Regions from separate parts of the Zea mays genome. Here regions 1, 2 and 3 are each linked to region 4. A link is a contact called in public Hi-C data. All regions are on one chromosome and are shown on one strand. The core of a region is the stretch at or near the end of the contact, and the rest is flanking DNA. Distances in the headings are between cores, read along the strand shown. Region 1 has its middle 69 kb from the start of LOC100278674. Region 2 has its middle 90 kb from the start of LOC103629646. Region 3 holds the start of LOC100278674. Region 4 holds the start of LOC100216940 (peptidyl-prolyl cis-trans isomerase CYP59).

The links. Hi-C and Micro-C count contacts between places; a contact is called where the count stands out from the background.
Region 1: a Hi-C map of leaf shows a contact between it and region 4, with 8 times the contacts expected there. The contact joins the enhancer-like site here to the promoter of LOC100216940 in region 4. A contact is called at or near these places in 8 of 25 Hi-C or Micro-C datasets (bundle sheath, ear, leaf and 1 more).
Region 2: a Hi-C map of tassel shows a contact between it and region 4, with 2.4 times the contacts expected there. The contact joins the enhancer-like site here to the promoter of LOC100216940 in region 4. A contact is called at or near these places in 2 of 25 Hi-C or Micro-C datasets (endosperm and tassel).
Region 3: a contact with region 4 is called in a Hi-C map of ear, with 4 times the contacts expected there. The contact joins the promoter of LOC100278674 here to the promoter of LOC100216940 in region 4. A contact is called at or near these places in 7 of 25 Hi-C or Micro-C datasets (bundle sheath, ear, endosperm and 3 more).

Annotation. Positions count from the first base shown.
Region 1 is chr6:101,753,626-101,757,219 of Zm-B73-REFERENCE-NAM-5.0, reverse strand. No RefSeq gene overlaps it. Among protein-coding and RNA genes, the nearest start is that of LOC100278674, 69 kb to the right of the region's middle. Within about 2 kb of position 1,584, at least 14 of the 20 cell types and tissues checked have an H3K27ac peak or open chromatin away from gene starts, as enhancers often do. A contact at or near this core is called in bundle sheath, ear, leaf and 1 more, where this site is marked.
Region 2 is chr6:101,827,982-101,831,370 of Zm-B73-REFERENCE-NAM-5.0, reverse strand. No RefSeq gene overlaps it. Among protein-coding and RNA genes, the nearest start is that of LOC103629646, 90 kb to the left of the region's middle. Within about 2 kb of position 1,505, at least 13 of the 20 cell types and tissues checked have an H3K27ac peak or open chromatin away from gene starts, as enhancers often do. A contact at or near this core is called in tassel, where this site is marked.
Region 3 is chr6:101,685,019-101,688,164 of Zm-B73-REFERENCE-NAM-5.0, reverse strand. It overlaps LOC100278674, which reads right to left and starts at 1,742. Exons shown (of 1, transcript NM_001175072.1): 1 at 913-1,742. The coding sequence starts at 1,627. The coding sequence ends at 1,163. It overlaps LOC103629645, which reads right to left and starts at 2,938. Exons shown (of 3, transcript XM_035960031.1): 1 at 2,745-2,938. The coding sequence starts at 2,765.
Region 4 is chr6:102,099,271-102,102,817 of Zm-B73-REFERENCE-NAM-5.0, reverse strand. LOC100216940 (peptidyl-prolyl cis-trans isomerase CYP59) reads right to left here and starts at 1,385. Exons shown (of 14, transcript XM_008649233.2): 1 at 943-1,385; 2 at 225-329. The coding sequence starts at 1,040.

The sequences.
Region 1 (3,594 bases), core at 335-2,834, 350 kb after region 4:
TGTACGAGGCCGTCGGACATAAGATTATATCCGACGGCTGGCAGCGTAGCCGTCGGATATAATCTTATGTCCGATGGCATCGTAAATAGCCGTCGGAGATAAGGTTTTTTAACACAGTCCCGGCCCAGCGCGCGGTTCATTTTCACGCGCGCTCGCCTTTTCTCTTCTGTCTCTGCCCGCCGCCGTCGACGCCCAGCCACCTTCTCTCTTCTCTGTCTCTGCCCGCCGCCGTCGACGCCCAGCCCGCCGTCGACGCTCGCCGCCGCCGTCGACGACGCCCCGCCCACCGTCGACGCCCGCCGCCCCGCCCGCCCGCCGTCGACGCCTGTCGCCGCCCCACCCGCCCGCCGTCGACGCCCGCCACCATCCGCCGGCCGCGGCCCCGCTCGCCCCGTCGCCCACACCGCCGGTGTAAGGTATTTAATATTAATGTATTTAATATATTAATACAAAATATTAATATATTATTTTGTATATATTAATATTGTTTGTAGTTTCCAATGTTGTTATTTAATAGTTAGTATGTTAAATAATGTTTATCTTATTATATCCGAGGGCCTAAATTTGATTATATGGCGAAATTTGATTATGTAATTAATTTAGTTTGTTTTCGTTTAATTAGTGGTGCTTAGATAATTTTAATTTTTAATTTTTGAGGGTAATTATTATGCCCTCGGAAATAAGGTCATTTTATATGATTTGTCACCCATGATAATGTTATGTAGTGGTGTCTATATAATTTAAATTATTAATTTCCGAGGGTAATTATTATGCCCTCGAAAATAAGGTTATTTTATATGATTTAGGGTCCCGTTAAATTACAATCTCCGACGGCCTAAAACCGTCGGACATAGGTTGATGCCGTCGGACATAGGTTATCTCCGACGGTTCAATCCTTATGTCCGACGGCTTTGGTCGTCGGAAATTGTTCCTTTTACTGTAGTGACGATGAGGGAACCATTCCGAAGGGCTCAGGCTCACTGTATCAACAAGAAATAAGTTTATTAGCAGTACTTCAGAAAATTCATATGTATCCTTCTGACCAAGGTGATCAGAAACGAATCAAATAGGTAAAATAGGCAGCAATGATACGATGCAAGATTCAACCATCATCTTAATTTTCTTTGAAGCAACAACAATGCTATATTTTTAAGTAATAAACATTTTAATTTTGAGCATATTCTAATGGACATATTGAATCAGAATGCGTCAACTCAACGCCCCTGGATCCTACAAAATCCACAAGCCTGGCGAGTGAGTAGAGTTAAGTTTTTTTAAAAAAACTCCATATCATGAAGGCCAAAACCGCCCATATACTTTGGTACGGTCATCTTCTGCCAAGCAACCCAACATGTATGACACTTTCCTTCGTTGCTCTTCAACAAAAAAACTTCGAATAATGCTATCGATAAGCTTGCATAGTCTTCTTGGTAATTTGAAAAAAAGCCATAGAATAAGTTGATATAACCTAGGCTGGGCTACTAATTTGATGAGGGGACTTCCTTTCCTCCCACTAATAAACAGTGTCCCGCGGTCTGCCCTGTCCCCCGCAGGCCGCAACATATCGACTGGAACCAGTTTCGTGATGGGCTTTCCTGGGGCCCGGCCTGGAATACAGCGGCCCATATTAGTGCAGCAGCTCAATCACATATTGTTACGGCTATTGTCTTTGTAAACACACACACACAACCGGTAGTATTACTTTTGTAGTTTTGTTGTACACACACCAAATATCTCTACTACTATGAAGAATGTAAGTGGTAGGCTGCCACCCCGTTCTGCCCCTCCTCCGTTCTACCCTCTAGACTCAAGAATCGAACCCAAGATGCCTTGAGCAGAATGCCTAAGCTCCCACTCACTAGCCAACTCGACTCATGTTGGTTTATATTCAACCTCAACTACGATATCTAAGTGATGAGATAATTCATGCTTAGTTTTTCATTTGGTGACCCTGATATGTATAATTTTTTACCCACTATGGTATATTTAACAACAACTTACACACTTTCAGGTGATAGACTATTGCATAAATTTAATAAAATCTCAAAAATTACGTATCAGGGGACATAGTTCACATGGAAAATTGAGCATTATAAAAAATAGTTCACATGACAAACTTGCACGGCAGGAAAAAAACGTGGATTAGTTCACATGGAAATTTTACTCGAAAAAGGTGGTTTAGTTCACATGAAAAAAAAACGCAGGAGGGAAAATGTGGATTATGTCAGCGTAAATGACTTGATTATTAGGGCTAACCCTAGAGGGTAGCTATATATTGTTTGTACATGGGCCGCATGGGCCTAGCCACATGGGTCTAACCATATACTCTAACACTCCCCGCAGTCTGAACTTCCGTCGCAGTGGAGTTCACAGACTGGACGCAAAAGGAAGACACATTACACCATAGGATCCCCCCACAGACGCAACTAGCCACTACTGATGTTGAGGCTGGAGCGAAACTCGGCAAAGGTCGAGGACGGAAGACCCTTGGTGAAGATATCAGCAAACTGGGAGGTGGTCCGGACGTGGAGGACCCGAACAGCACCGACGGCGACATAATCACGGACGAAATGTAGATCGATCTCTACATGCTTGGTCCGCTGGTGCTGCACTGGGTTGGTGGAGAGGTAGACCGCGCTGACGTTGTCGCAGTAGACCAATGTGCTCCTGGAGAGGGGACTGTGAAGCTCGGCGAGGAGCTGCCGGAGCCAGGCAGCCTCCGCCACGTCGTTGGCCACGGCACGGTACTCCGCCTCGGCGCTCGAGCGGGAGACGACCGGCTGGCGCTTCGACGACCAGGACACCAGGTTGCCGCCTAAGAAGAAGGCGTAGCCGGATGTGAAGCGCCGAGTGTCTGGGCACCCGGCCCAGTCAGCGTCGGTATAGACGACCAACTCGGAGGAGGTAGACCGGTGAAGAAGCAGCCCGTAGTCGACAGTGCCCCGGAGGTAGCGGAGGAGGCGCTTGAGAGCCGCGAGGTGGGGCTCCCGGGGGTCGTGCATATGGAGAGAGATCTGCTGCACTGCGTAGGAGATGTCCGGCCTGGTGAAGGTGAGGTACTGAAGAGCACCAGCGAGACTCCTGTACCCGGTGGGGTCCTCGACTGGGTCACCCTGGGCCTCAGAGAGCTTCGCCTGCGTGTCGACTGGGGTAGAGCAGGGCTTGCAGGCAATCATCTTGGCCTGCTCCAGAATGTCAAGAGTGTACTGCCGCTGGTGAAGGAGTCTGGAGGGACGAGCCTCAACAGTGACCCCCAGGAAATGGTGAAGCACGCCCAGATCCTTGACCGGGAACTCCCGCTGAAGCGCGTCGACAAGGCGGCGAAGAAGAGACTGACTGGAGGCGGTGAGGACAATGTCATCCACGTAGAGAAGCAAGTAGGCAGTCTCTGTTCCATGATGGTGGACAAACAGAGACGTGTCTGACTTGGCCTCCATGAAGCCCAGGGTCACCAAAAACATAGCAAGTCTGGAGTGCCACGCTCGGGGGGCCTGCTTGAGGCCGCAGAGGGACCTGTTGAGTCGGCAGACCATGTCAGGGCGAGAGGAGTCCACGAACCTGAAAGGGAAATGTGCCCTTGGGCCATTTCTAAGT
Region 2 (3,389 bases), core at 256-2,755, 270 kb after region 4:
TTTAGGCATTCCTATATTCAATTTAATGTAGAAATATAGCGCGATAAATGTGATGACAGATATGTGCATGTGTGCAATAACTACTCACAATAGCAGTTAACAGTAGAATAACAAGCATAAAAATAAGTAATAGTGAGTATCCTGTGGAGGGACCAATGCTTAGAGCACTGATGACTCCATTCACACGAGACATCTCGTGTGTATGTTCGATGTAGTCGATCAGAATTCGGTGCAGGACGATGCTCGCAGTGCAGTCCCGCGAACAGGCACCAGGAAGAGGAAGAACAGGTTCCCGCGAACAAGTCGATGTCACTAACGAGTCGACATCGATCAAGCAGTCGCGTTGTGTGGTCCCCAACAACCTGATCAGTCGCCTATCCCGAGCAGGATCTCTTACAACAACGATGGTTTTAGAGGCCTACTTACTCCGTGTCTCATGCGCCCTAAAATCACAGAGCCGGGAAAGCAGAACACGAAGTAGAAGTGTGTGTGAGAGTCAATGGAAAATTCTGATCCTCTCTATAGATCAAAGAATTGTCCATTCTTATATAGGCGTACACATGAATGTGAGTAGGTGCCATCATATATAACGGCAACTATAAACTAGCCATCAATATGAGAGTTACTACTAACTCTAACACATAAAATTGTCCATCGTTACTTGTAATCCATCAAAATGACTGTTACTAGTAACTCTAAGACATAAAAATGACTGTTACTAGTAACTCTAAGACATAAAAATGACTGTTACTAGTAACCTATCATCCATCAAGCTATGGAAATATCTCCACCTTAAGTATTATATTAATTATTTAAAAAGAGAATTTAAGATCTATCATTTATAAATCATAATAATCTTAATGTTAAAAATAAAAATAAAAATTTGTATGACAAATTTTATTAAAAGTTTAACATCCCAACAAGTGTCGTCGGCACTCGGGATCCGTCAGGTCGTCTGGGTGCCCGGGTCGGCGACCGGCAACGCAGCCAGAGCCAACGCAGGGAAAGGATGGGACGTCACCTCGCGTCCTCGCCAGTCTTTTCACGCATCGACCCTTCTCCGGTCCAGGCCATCGATGTGCGCGGCGAGGGTGGTGGAGACGTCGCGTCACCGACGAGCGCGGACGGCCGCTCTGTGCGGCGAGCGGGGATCTCCTACGGCCGATCGGAATCCATGCATATATCTGGCCACCTGCACGCTGAGTGCACGTTGATGGACACTCCAGCTACTACCGTGCCATGCGCCACCCATCAGCAGATTAACCCATGCATCCATTCCAGCCCCCTGGCTCGACGTGACGTCTACAACAACCAATGCCGTGACAACTACAGTTGTCAGATAGACATTCCGTGCTAGCTAGGCTAATTAGCAGGGGCACGTACCGAGGATGCGGCATGCAAAGCAAGCAAAACAGTAACGCGTGCGTGTGTGTCTACAGTACTGTTGTGCTGCTGCATTGCTGTATATGGGCTCCGCATGGATCATCACAGCGCTGCGTGCGCTTTCCTGATGTGAGTCGTCGTCGTCGTCTCCTCAGCGCCAGCCCACCTGCCGGCAGGTCCCTGCACAGGGCACACGTGTGAAGGAATCAATGCGCGCCCATGCACACGCCCGCCTGATGAATGCGTGCCAGCGGCCCTCACCGATCAGATCAGGATCAGCGCCTGCTCGTCCATCCAGGCTGACCGTTTTTACCCGCGTGGCTATATGTCTATTTAAATTTGGATTCACTGTAGTAAAACAGTAAAAGTCCGACGGTCACTTTATGTCCGACGATTCCATAAGAGACCGTCAGACATAAGGTTATGTCCGACGGCCACAGACCGCCGTCAGAAGTAATTAGGAATAGCTGAGGGTTATCAGATAGCCCGTCGGATATAATCTTATGTACGGCTGTCAGAGTGACTTTCGGAAATAAAGAATTTTAACCGACGCCCCCGTTCCCGCATGGTTTCATTATATCTCTGTCTCTCCCGCTCGCTCGCATGCCAAGCCGCCACCGCCGCAATAGAGCAGCCGCCGCCCAAGCCCAAGCCCAGCCCGCGCCCGGCGACCTCCCGTCCTGCCCCGACGACCAGCCCGAGCACGAGCTCGTGGCCGCCTCCGTGCCCATCCTGACGCCACCGGAGCCGCTCGGATGCAGCCCGTGGTCGCCGGAGCCTCTGCCTCCGTGACCATCGGCGCCCGCCCCAACCCCGTCGGCGCTCGCTTCACCGGCTCATCGTCCGGCAAAGTGAGTAATTTTATAATTTTTAGTATAATTTTGTATATGCATATATGTTTGTCGGCGTTCCGAGACCGGGGGGTCCCTTGGGCCGACGAGTGAGTGTCGCCGCGTGCCCCAGCCCAGATGGGTCGAGCGCGAGGGCGAGCGCGAAGGGGGGAGGAGCGAGGCGGCCGGAGACCGGCGTGAGAGAGGTGGGAATCCCGCGGCCTTCGTGTTCGTCCCGCGCCCAGGTCGGGTGCGCTTGCAGTAGGGGGTTACAAGCGTCCACGCGGGAGAGGGAAGCGAGCGGCCCCAAGAGAGCGCCTGTCTCGTCCTCGTCCCCACGCGGCCAACCCTCTCTAAGAGGGCCCTGGTCCTTCCTTTTATAGGCGTAAGGAGAGGATCCAGGTGTACAATGGGAGTGTAGCAGAGTGCTACGTGTCTAGCGGGGGAGAGCTAGCGCCCTAAGTACATGCCGTCGTGGCAGCCGGAGAGATTTTGGCACCCAGCTGGTGTGATGTCGTGGCCGTCGGAGGAGCGATGGAGCCTGGCGGAGGGACAGCTGTCGGAGCGGTTGGGTCCTTGCTGACATCCTCTTGCTTCCGTAAGGGGGCTGAGAGCCGCCGTCGTCACAGAGCATGCGGGACGCCATCATTGCCTATCCGGCGGAGCTAGCCAGATGGGACGCCGGTCTTGTTCCCTGCGGCCCGAGTCAGCTCGGGGTAGGGTGATGATGGCGCCTCCCGTTGACGTGGTTGGTCTACGCCCTAGGCTGGGCGAGGTGGAAGCTCCTCCGAAGCTGAGGTCGAGTCTGTCTTCCGTGGCCGAGGCCGAGTCCGAGCCCCTGGTCGGGCGAGGCGGAGGTCGTCGTCTGAGACCAGGGCGGAGTCCGAGCCCTGGGGTCGGGCGGAGCGGAGTTCGCCGTCTTCCGGGACTTAGCCCGAGTCCGAGCCCTGAGTCGGGCGGAGCGGAGTTCGCCGTCTTCCGGGACTTAGCCCGAATCCGAGCCCTGGGTCGGGCGGAGCGGAGTTCGCCGTCTTCCGGGACTTAGCCCGAGTCCGAGCCCTGGGTCGGGCGGAGCGGAGTTCGCCGTCTTCCGGGACTTAGCCCGAGTCCGAGCCCTAGGTCGGGCGGAGCAGAGTTCGCCGTCTTCCGGGACTTAGCCCGAGTCCGAGCCCTGGG
Region 3 (3,146 bases), core at 493-2,992, 420 kb after region 4:
TCTCTTGGATCAATCCTGGATCCGCCACTGAGTGTGGGTTATCATCTTTTTGTTGTTTTTAAGCTGTATGTTGTTTAAGCAGAGGCTAGCTAGAAGACGTTTCAAGGGTGTGTATCACCTCCATGTAATGCACTTGAAAGTTGAAACTATCTATGAATATAATCTTCCTTCATACAAAAAAAGAATGAATGAATGAAGAACGCTATCCTTTAACTTGAAGCGCCTACAAAATTAAGAACGAGTTGGCGAACTTCGAAGCCTAGCTAGATCGACTACGATTCGTCTTGAGTCGGACGGAGTCGGTAGTAGAATCAACTTGAAACTCCCGGATCGGTTGCGCCCGTTCTCGGACTCGTCTCCGTATTCGCGCCATGCATCGCACGCTCCCCCCGCTACTACACCCTCCCTCCGGGCTCCGGCCGTCCCTGCCGGCGTCATCTCAGACGCCGCCGGCCGGCCCGCTGTGCCCGGTCACACACACGCTAGCTAGCTCCCCTAAGGCCTCAACAAAATAAGGGCTTGGTGGTCTGGAAGACATGAAATCACCCACCACCGGCTACCGAAAGCTTTCGACTTTCCACCTTTAATTTCAGTCGCCTGAAAGCACGAAGAATAGAGAGGTGAGGAGGTAAGGAACTCACACAGTAGCAGCCTAGCAGGTAGCCAATTGCAGATCGAGGAAGGACCTAGCGAGATGGGCAACGGCGGCAGAGCCGCATGCAGCTTCCACTCTCCGCTAGCTTCCACTCTCCTCCCCCAGCCAGCCCTCCGCTACCTTTTACCTCCGTTATGAAACAGGTCTACCTTATATTATCTTAGTAATTCAGATCTCTGTCAGCTCAGGACAAATTCAGATCTGATCAAAAATTAATGGAGGAAATGAGTTCATCATGCATGCATGGAAGGTCATATGAAAGGAAACATTATATTCAAAGGGGATATTGGAATTACAATCGACCCTAAGGAGAACTTTAATTATTTAGTTACCACTACATCTATCACACTTATCTCGTAATATACACAGAATCAAAGCACACATTCTCAAAATTAAACCACATGGTGAGCCCAGCATCAGCCCACGCCGGCACACTAGTAGAACTATTAGCACACTCAAACAGAAGGACCGTCGAGGGTTCGCTTCGCTACTAGCTAGCTGCAGGATCTAGCCAGCGGGCGAGCGGAACAATCCTCTGAGCTTTTCCTCCACGCGAGCCGCAGCGCGCCCGAGGCGGTCGGAGCCGCTGAGCGTGAGGAAGGCGAGCGCCGCGCCGACCGTGAACAGCCCGAATCCGAGCAGGACATGCTCCGGGTTGTCCGCGAGGTTGGCCACGGTCCCGTGGAGCACCACGGAGCCTCCGCAGGCGAAGAAGAAGGCCGAAGCCTGGACGCGCCGGTCCCTGGGCTGGAGCAGCTCCTGCAGGATGACGGCGACGCTTCTTTCCTCTAGGACCTGGGCTCCGGCTCCGGCTCCGGCGGCGGCGGCGGGTTCTTCCTCGTCGCGGATCGCAAGAGTCGGCACCGGCGTCGGCGTCGGCGACTCCGTGTCCGTGGCCATCGATCGATCTACCTCGGCGGCGGCGGGTTCGTCGTCGCGGATCGCAAGCGTGGTCTCCGTGTCCGGGGCCATCGATGGATCGATGTAGCTCGGCGGCGGGGTTGGGTTGTCTCGAGTCCTCTCCTCGATCGCCTCTGGTGGAGCGGTGGGATCTTTGGCTGCGGGGTCTAGGGTTTGGGCTCCTCCCGCACACAATCATTCACTGGCTGGTGTTCTCGGGTCGGGTGCCCTTTTGTATAGCCGGAGGCCCGGAGTCTGTCTGAGACGTTCGGTTTGGGTCTGGACGCCTGGCAGGGGATATGCTCCGGCCGCGCGTCGTGATTCGTGAAGCGGCTGCGGCTCGCGGCTCGCGGCACTGGCAGTAGACAGTAGGCAGTAGGCTTGGAGTCTTGGCTGGCACGGCATGTTCGCGGGCTTGGGCTTCCCTACAGTTGGCGCAATTTTTTTCATGGGCCTGAGATTATATGACGCGGGTCTCCACCTTCTTTTGTTTGAGTTTCGAAATGTTCACGGGCCGGGCTTTTCTAGGTGGGCGGCGGGTGCGCTGTTCCTTTCAGCTTCGAAAGCCTCTCCCTCCCATCTCTGTAGCCTCGTCACTTCCGCACCTATTTTTTCTCAAAAAAAAAAAAGAAAAAAAAAAGGAAGACGCAGCAGCGCTTCCGCACCTACCGTTGACGAACAAGCAGATCTGCATCTTGTGCCAGCATAGCATGCCAAGGCGAGATCTCTACGCTTCCCCTTCTTCATCCTCCCTCTTTGGTTTCCCTGATGAATGAACTACTATCTGTCTATCTATATGGATCCTACGGGACATCCATCCATCAGTCTACATATTTTCATCTATAGCCCGATGCCAAGCAGAATAAGCAGCACCGCGTGCACCACAGGGGCAGATATATAGACGGCATAGAATAGCGCTGGCATGTCATGCACCCAAGACGTACACACCAATTTGCATAGCTTTGGCAAACTGATGAAGGCCGGCGAAATAGAAGGTAGGTAGTAGCAAAGCGTGTAAAATAGCTAGTGGTGAAGTTTCCTAAGTTCCAGGTGATGAAAAAAAATCTCCCAGAAAAGAAAACCAATGCAAGAGAGGTATGGAAGAGAAAAAGACGACGCTGCAATCACACCTACGGTCTGAAAAGCAACGACGAGCAAAAAAAAACAAGAAGAAGAACGAGGCACGTACATGTGGCTGCCTGCCGAGCATGAGCAAGATTGATGACGGCGGAGGCCGCCGGCGGCTGCACGGCGGCAAGCATGGTAGCGCGACCCGGCCGCGCGCCGTGTTTAGTCTACTCTAGTCTCACCTGATGTGAGGGGAACGGATGCAGCTGCTAGCTACATAGTAAGTGGACGAATTGAAGCATGTTGGGTCGTCGTGGGCCAATTGGCCATAATGGACCATTGGAGCCAGTCGCGGTCAGTCGACAGCGAACGTGGCTGCCGCAGCTAGGAAACAAAAACAATTTATCATGCACCAATCATCTTGCAGATCTTGCGCTGCCGGGGAATACGACGAGAGGGTGCCAGGGTGGCCAAAATGGAGGGGGCCGGGCGGATCTGGTCGGCATGAATAGCAAAGATCTCT
Region 4 (3,547 bases), core at 136-2,635:
TAGTTTTCAGGCATACATTTAACAGTATGTAATAATAAGATACCTCAATAATAACAACTGTATACATATGGAGACTAGCAAACATATTTGTACTATCAAAAACTATATTTGTACTGTATCCATTGAAGACACTAGTTATATCTAGATGCAGGATACCACATTATATGGTTCAGAGATGAAAATTTGGAGACATTTCAGAAGTTCAAACCAAAAGGATCACTTACTTGTATACGGAATCACCACCGGTGCCAGTTCCAGTTGGATCGCCAGTTTGTGCCAAGAAATCCTTCTCCACCTTGTGGAACAGACACCCATTGTAGTACTTCATTCTGATCGGTCAAAGAAGAAAACCAGAGAATAAGTACCCTAATTATCTGAAACGATAATCTGAAACTCGTGAGATAGTATTTTCCATAATTTAGTGATAACAAAAGAGCAGGCAGTCATAATCTCCAATGGTGAAAATTCAAGACTGTGCAAGAAATTGAGTGCAGGAGCCACAGTAGAAGCTAAATCCAGTTCCCATAATGTCATAAAAATCAACAACGAGAAACCTAAGAAACAGAATAGAATCCTTTGATGGCGCCTAAGACTGTGGCTCTATCAACGCTATAAAGGTCCAGTACCCGCAACGCAATTGTTTCGAAATTTCTGGTAGCATACCTACGAGCCTAGAAATCAGTAATCAGCTAAATACATTTGGGACTAGGAATCCCACGAAACTGATGTGGAAACTACGGATAGATGCAGGATCACCAACTTGTACCTATTGCAACTGCAACCCAAAAAATACAATCAAACCAATAGTGACACTACTATGCCGAATTGGCCAACTGAAGAGCTTGACACAGGGCAGTACATAAATCATCCGCAGTGCTGGTTGTCAGAAATTATAGACGAACCCCAGAGAGATCGAACAAGCCCTAGACGCGAGAAACTCACTTGCAGAGCTTGAGGAAGTTCTTGGTGGTGAGCGCGCACCGGTCGGTGTGGAGATCCACCTCGATGTCGCCCACGCTGGTGACGATGAGCACCGACATCTCCTATACTTGCCCGCCTCTGCCCTCAGCTATCGAACGGCGGCGAAACAACGCTTGGGGGAGGAGGAGGCTAGCGCGGGCGCCGGATGCTTCTGCGGTTTCGTCAAAGACTCAAACCAGGCCCAGGCAGCAGCCGTACAAGGTGGCGCGTTGGATGTCCTGCCCTAGCCTGGGTGCAGGCGTAAACAACCAAGCGGACGGGAGAGGGAGCGGGGAGGGCGGCGGCCGGCGAACGTGTGGAAACCGGCGAAGAGGAGGACGACGGGCCACTAGAGCCGCGGTCAGATGGGCTCCCGTGCTCTTGGACCGATTGGAAGGCCCAAACCAAAAAGCCTTGTCCATCATGGTCGGTGAACGTGTGGAGTATCCATTTACGTAGAGAAAATTTGGTACAGTTATTGCATTAGACAGAAGTACTGCCAAGTGCCAAGGTAATAAAAAATTAAAAAATGTGAGCTGCTCATAGCATGCTGCTGAAACTATGAAATTTGCTAATAGCAGAAATAAATTTCTTTCAGTGCTAAGATGACACACTGCCAGAGATGGCAATAGGTAGCCGAAAACTGACTACCTGACAGGATTTTACCCGATATAAGGCAGATACGTGACGATTTTTTTTACCCGTAGGTATGTTAATAGGAAATAACCTCTACCCGTTGGGTAGACGGATACAGGTACATGTTGGTACTTTTTTTATGAAGGGGCGAAGCCCTCTATTTCATTAAGAAATAGGAAAGATTGAAACAACCGCCACCCCGCGGTAAAACATCCCAAAAGATCGAACACGGCCAATACTCTATCTAGACTCTAACCACTATCACGAGATCAGTGAAGAGCCTACGATAACAGGAGAAGTTTTGGCCTACGATGAACTACATAAGACTTTCTTATTTACAGCCCAACAAGACAGGCAGAAGCCACAAAAGGAACTGAACAGTCTAGCCAACGGGTACATGTTGGTACTATCCATGGATAAAATATACCCTCATCAATACCACTATAACCATCTAATAGAACCTATCTTAGCTAAAATAATACACTTAGCTATCATTTGTTTAGCTACCGAGTTATGTAATCATATGATTTGTTATATATGAAGTTGAACTTTTTTTATATGTGTATTTATTGGTATATTTGAATTTAACACTTTCCTAACGGGTACGGGTTACTCGACACGTAAAATTATCCGTACGAGTATATATATGGGTAAGATTTTATACCCACGAGTATATATGGGTAACTCAATAGATAAATTTTTTTTCCATCCCAACGCACTCCACAATGAACCATGACACATGCACACATGTAGCGCTGGCGCACATGCACGCGCGTCACAGTTGCCTCGCCAAGATGGCCCGCCACACGCATGCGCGCCGCCACCTGCCACCGCTGACTATTCTTCACTTCGTGTCCCCTTCCTGACTCCTGAGCTCTTGTCGCTCTTTCTTATCTCGCCATCTTGCGGACCTTGCGCGACACCTGCTCGGATGTACGGACGATCGAGTTTTTACGGAGCTTCGTCGTGACCGCTCAGTGCCCACCGATCAGAAGATCACCTTCTTCCTCTTATCCTTGTCGAGCACACGAGGAACAATACTGCGAATATATGCATACACCGACTATGATATACTACTTTGAACAACTCACGATACCGACTTGTGCGAATGAAGCCACCAACACCTTAAGTTTGGGTTCCTCCCGCATGATATAAATTTATTGTTGAATTTGTGAAATGCAGTATGTGATATAAATTTATTGTTGAATTTGTGAAATGCAGTATGTGTTTTTTTACTAAATCGGTATATTTCATGTGTGTATACGTGTCGTCGCAGCCATGACGTTGTAATTTTTTTAAAAAAACTAAGATTAACAAGAAAAAAATGTCTAAATAAGCATGAACGCTATTTAAGCTTGTAAACTTACTTGTAATATATTATATATATTAGTGGGACCGAAACGTCGGTGGGTCTTAATCCTTGTTTTTTCTTCTTCTTCGTAGAAACAGAGAACTCGTGAAGCGGTCGTACGTGTTGTTTCATGGCTGGCACTTGGCAGCACAAGTGGATTAGACGACGGCGATCGGTGGATTAGACGACCCCACGACCTGCCTCCATGATCCGTGACGCGACGACCCCGCCCTCTGGCAGCCTGGCTCTGCTAGCACTGTCTCCGTCTTCCCCGGCCAAACTCCACTACAGACTGGGGCAGGGCAGGGCGGGCTGGACCTGGGGTGGTCGAGCAGGGCGATCGCCCAGGCCCTAAAATGTTGGGCCCCCTTGATATATATTTAAGTATAGTATTAACCTAAATAGTACTCTCTCAGTTTCGTTTTAGTTGTCGCTAGATAGTACAAAATTAAACTATCCAGATTTACTTTATTAGCTTGTAGGAAACAAGTAACGCCTAAGAGAGGGGTGAATTAAGACTTCTAAAACTTTTACTAAACTAGGCCACAAATAATTATTTATAGCAAAATCTATATAAATAATTAAACAAGAATGTGCAAA